2 separate regions of the Hordeum vulgare genome follow, and region 1 is linked to region 2. A link is a contact called in public Hi-C data. All regions are on one chromosome and are shown on one strand. The core of a region is the stretch at or near the end of the contact, and the rest is flanking DNA. Distances in the headings are between cores, read along the strand shown.

Region 1 (2,700 bases), core at 43-2,542, 200 kb before region 2:
TCTATAAATTGCACGTGAGCCTATAACCACATCAATTAGACAAGTACGTAAATTTCCCATATTCCCATTCGCGCAAGACTCGGTGAGAAATCTAAGAGTGATCCTAAAATTTAGAGAGTAAAAAAGGAATCACCAAGGTGCTCCTATCATTCAATCTCGATCATTCAGATCATCAACGGGTACGATATATTTCCCTTACTAGCTACGCAATGGCACGAAATGCATGGCGGTTACGGCAACGGAAACGGATTAAATTTGAAAGGAAAAAGAATCCCAGAGATGAAGATTGAGATCAGTATAGCACCACAGGTCCCTCACCTTAGCTTTGGAGATGATCTTGACGGCGACGGTCTGGCCCTTGTACTCGCCCTTCTTCACGACGGCCGAGCAGGTGTGCCCGAAATGGCCCCTCCCCACCTCCTTCCCGAGCTCGTATTTGGCCCCGAAGTTTTTCCCGAATCCGAACGTCTTATCCAATGGCCTTTCCGCTTCCGCCCCATCCGCGACGGCCCCAGGGCCAGGGCCGGCAGCAACCCCGCCTTCCTCCGGTATCGGCCCCTCCTTGGGCTTCCCTCCGCCCAGCCTCTTGGCGAGCGTGGCCTTGATGTGCTTGGCGGGTGAGGGCGGCGGGAAGGGGCGCTTGAAGAAGCGCCTGGGCGTGGACCTGGCGGGCGAGGGCGACACCCCGGCCGGCAGCGGGCTGGTGCCCCCCGCGGGGTACGGGCTGGGCCAGGCGACCCCGGGCGTCTGGTGCACGGGCGTGGTCGATCCGGACTTGCGGCGCCTCGGGATCCCGGCCGAGGCGGCCGGCGCGGGGTGCCGCGGCGGCGGCGTCTGCGGCGCAGCGCCGTTGGCCGGGGGCGGCGAGTGCGTCTCCGCCACGACCCCGAAGTCGTCCTCCCCGGCGGCGCCGCGCGAGGACGCGCCCTTGCCGTAGCACTGCCCCATGGCCGGGCCCCCGCCTCGGCCTGCCGGAGGCGGAGGACCGCTCGGGCTAGGGTTAGGGTTTGGGGCCCGGCGAGCTCGCTAGCTAGCCCGGACACGGCCGCACCGGCGCGCGCGGGATGAGGGGGCGCGGGTCGTCGCCCTCGTCGCGAAGGCGGAAATGTGGGGACGAAGAGGGGGAGGGGAGGAGCGAGAGAGGGAAAATGGCGTCGCGTTTCTCTCTCCTCGCCCCTCGGGTAACAGCCGGGAGAGGCGAGCGAGGGAGGCGACTGCGAACCCGGCTCCCCGCCAGGGGGCGGAACGTAAAAAGGCCGGGCGCGAGGGAGAAAGTGAGATCTCCCCTCGCTCGCTCGCCCGCTCGTACGGGGAGGAGGAAATTCAAGCGCGGCGCCTTTCTGGTCCGTGGGGCCGCGTCCGGGCGGGGGCCCCGCCCGTCATCGGCGTACCGCGGCCGTGCGTGGAAAATTCGAAAGGAGGCGGACGGGAAAGGCAAGCGAGGAGGTGGCGGTAGTAAATGCGGGGTGAGTGACAGGTGGGGCCGGGGTGGTGGGGGCGTTTGGTGTTGCGTGCGATGCGACGGTGGCCGTGTGAGGGTGAGGGCAGTTGGTGCCACCGTTGTCCACTTGTACCCGTTTCATCACAGCGCGAGACCTGCCCGTTTTCAGTGTAGGAGTGGGTGATTCAAGCAGGCCGCTTTTAATGGATTTTAGTGTTGCCTTCCTGGTTTTTAGGTCATCTTTTCTTTCTTTGCGCTGCTTTTGTTTTCGTTTGTCTGATTGATTGGAAGTTTGAAAAACGAAAAGCTAACATTCATGTCGGCCCAATAATGCTCCCACATAAATGTTTACAGTCATATATGGTAGAGTATTTTTTTCTTCATGGATTACCAATGTTCTTTTTTTTTTTGCAGGGTGGGTTCAATGTAGGGTGTGTTTTTTTTTTGCTTGCATATGTTGATGTTTGTTGCAGGATTTACAATTTGGTTCCGAGCTGGTTGCGGATTTCATTGAGAGGCCACAACTTTTTAACGAAGGTCACGTGCTGCTGCGCGTTAATGCAACCGATTGACATGTAGATGTAGTTCAAAATTTGTGGATAAAACCTCCAAACAAGAATGGAGTCATTGCATGCATCTTCTGTCGTGAGTAGGGATGTAGAGCGGTGTCCGATCAGCCCCGCTTCAAAGCAAAAATATCTTAGCTTAGTTATAATTCTTTTAGTTAGATTTAGTTTAGTTTAAACTAACATTATATTTATGTGGGCTTATGCGAGATGCCCGCCTACATCCCTAGTCATGAGAAGACAGACAACGATGGCAATCACCATTACAAGGGCATTGTGAACAGACGTAGGAATCACTCCAACAAGCCAGCCATGACATCGATTTGTGATTATAGCTGCTGCAATGGGTAGAGTTTATGTAATTAAATGATACATAAAATGTATGACTTTTAAAGAAAATACACTTTCTATTTTGAAACAAAGTGAGTTTACCCAACAACCTCCATGATGCAACACCCTTCTAATATTGGTGAAAGCGTGTGGACTGAACTTGTAAAAGTAACATTACAGCAGTTACCTTTTTATTATATATTATTTCCATGTTAAAATAGTGCATATTGACATTGAATTAAGTCAAACTTTTTTCGTTGCAAAAAACAAAGTTATGTTGAACTTTGTTAACTTTGACCAAATATATAGAAGATTTATCGATATTTACAATAGCATGTTAATATTACAAGATTCAACATAAAC
Region 2 (2,700 bases), core at 185-2,684:
TTTTTGTGTGTGTGTGTGTTTTCCTTTCGGCCTTTTTCTGAGTTTCTAATTTTTGTTCTTTCTTCATTTTTTATTTTACTTATTACTTGATAGTTTTTATTTTAACTTTAACTTTCTTTTTCTTCTCTTTTCTCCTTTTCATTAATGTTCAAACTCACAAATATTTTCAGTGTATCATTTTTTAATGAATTTTTGAACATTTATGACAAATCTGATAACATTTTTCTTAACTCATGCACATATTTAAATTTCTCCACATTTTTTTACAAATTCATGAACATTTGTTGAAATTGCAAGAAAACACTGTAACCCGTGAGTATTTTTTGAATCATTGATTGTTTGAAATTTCTGATATTTATAAAAAATCACGAACATTTTTTCGTTTGGAATTTTTTTCTATATTTTTTAAATTTGGGTGTTTTTTTGAAATCCATGACAATTGTTTTAATTCATGAATATATTTTAATGAGTGAAATTTTTTTGAATTGATGAATATTTTTCGTACGGACAATTTTTTTTTCTGTATATTTTTTAAATTTACGAACATTTGTTCAAATGCATTTACAGTGTTCATATGGGCCCATGTATGCGAAATTCTGAGGAGGGGGGAGGGGTGGAGAAAGAATTCATTTTTTCGAGACAAAAGGGAGAAATAAATGGGAGCTCCTATGCAGAACTGCAGGCGCCCGTTAACGATCCGGCACCTAAAGCGCCGCTGGCCTGGGCTGGCCCATTGGAGTGCTGCCCAGTTTTTATTTTTTATTTTTTGTTACGAAATTAAAAATATGAAATCAGAAAAGGTTTACAGATTTACAGAAATAAGGTTCATCCATTTGAAAAAAAGGTCATATCTTTGAAAAAGGTCCATCAATTTTGAAAAAAGTACATCAATTTTAAAAAAAGTTCATTGAAAATGAAAAAATATCGTCAATTTAGGAAAAGTTAATTAGATATTTAAAAAGTTCAATAAATTTGTAAAATGTTCATAAGAATTCAACGAAAGTTCATGTATTTATAAAGAAGTTCGTTGAACTGAAAAAAGTTCATAAATCTTAAAGAAAATCATCCATTTTCAAGAATATGTTCATACAAATTAAAAAATTCATCAGTATTCAAACAATTTCATCAATCTTAAAAATATTCGCTGAAATTAAAAAATGTTCATCAATATTCATATAAATTCATACAATTTTCAAAAAAAGAATCAAACGACGCCTATATGGGCCGGCCCATTCACAAGGCCACAGGCGCCAGTTAACAAAAATGCAAGTTAACTGATGCCTGTGGTGCTAAATAGGAAATGCCGAAATAATTAGTTGGATAGATTTGTAAAACGTTTGTCCGTTGGTGTAGGATTATTGCGTTTAACTCAGTCCTGAGAGGCCGAACTAAAGCCCATGAAGCCCGTGCCGGGGTAGTCGCCCACCCACCGAAGCACTTGGGCTTCCCGATCGGGTCCCTTCCTCCTCCGCTCACCATCCGAATCCACCAACGCAGAGGAGTGGAGAGAGAAACTCCGGAGAAGAAGAAGGAGCGGCTGCGGCGGCGAGGTCGATGTCGACGACGGCGGGGTACCTGGCGCGGCGCGCGGGGCAGAAGGAGCGGGTGCGGCTTCTCTACCGCCGCGCGCTCAAGGACACCCTCAACTGGGCCGTCCACCGCCACCTCTTCTACCAGGATGTGAGCGCCCCTCTCCCCCACCATCCCCCGATCTCCCCGCCCCTTCGCGGATCTGACCCCGTGTTCCCCCCCCCCCCCCCCCCCCCCCGTGCAGGCGTCCGAGCTCAGGGACAAGTTCGAGGCCAACAGAAATGTGGTAAGACTGGCGATTCGCGTCTCCCCCCTTTCTCTACGATTCGCATCTGACGCCGATCCCCGTGGTGTTCTGATGGATTTCCTGTGTGTGTGTGTGTCGCAGGAGAACCTGGACGTGATCGATAGGCTCATCGAGGATGCGGAGGCACAGCAGAGGAACTTCCAGCACCCGGATCCTTACATTGGTAAGCCTTGAAATGGTTTCGCCCTTCGTTCCTGCTGTTGGTGCCTCTGTTTGTGGACGCGATGCTGCGATGTAAATCATGTAGCGTGATACGTGCAGTTGTCTCGGTAGGCTGTTGAACATTAAGTATCCGATCATTCAGTCGGGAATGTTTTTTTAACACTCAGGACCGATGAATTTCTATTGTTTACTGAAGCTGCGAGCTCATGCCTGCATTTTTTTAGTGATTGATTGCTTGCAGACATGTTTTGTCATCACGTAGTTCATCACATTATCATGTTCTTCCATTTTGCTGGTTTGTAAAACTACTTATTAGCTTTCATTTATAGAGGAGTGTCCTCCTCTCTTAAGAAATAATTCAGGTTATCTTAGGGTGCCAATATTTGTTTGAGGCGTGAGCTGTGTTGTTTAGTCTCAACTAACCACTGTAGTGAGTAGTGACATGATCTTCATATCTTAGTCAGTGTTAACCTTCACTGCAAACGTAACATTCTCAAGCCAGAGATGTACAGACTTTTTACATATTCATTTCAGGGGAATGCTAATCTGATTCAGGCCAAATTTTATTTACCATCAGTTTGTTCTTGAGAATAGAGGCTGCTTCAGCTTTATGATACACATTCTGTTCTGCAGAATAGCATTTTTTAGAAAAATAAATAAATAATGTTGTGCATACTTTTGATTCATAATCGATAGTTAAT

The links. Hi-C and Micro-C count contacts between places; a contact is called where the count stands out from the background.
Region 1: a contact with region 2 is called in a Hi-C map of seedling, with 6 times the contacts expected there. The contact joins the promoter of LOC123409699 here to the promoter of LOC123411276 in region 2. A contact is called at or near these places in 5 of 6 Hi-C or Micro-C datasets (leaf and seedling) and 1 of 1 datasets of contacts at active chromatin or transcription factors (embryo).

Annotation. Positions count from the first base shown.
Region 1 is chr7H:536,514,492-536,517,191 of MorexV3_pseudomolecules_assembly, reverse strand. LOC123409699 (CDPK-related kinase 3) reads right to left here and starts at 1,292. Exons shown (of 11, transcript XM_045102562.1): 1 at 319-1,292. The coding sequence starts at 948.
Region 2 is chr7H:536,311,307-536,314,006 of MorexV3_pseudomolecules_assembly, reverse strand. LOC123411276 (NADH dehydrogenase [ubiquinone] 1 beta subcomplex subunit 9) reads left to right here and starts at 1,434. Exons shown (of 5, transcript XM_045104208.1): 1 at 1,434-1,680; 2 at 1,775-1,816; 3 at 1,919-2,000. The coding sequence starts at 1,555.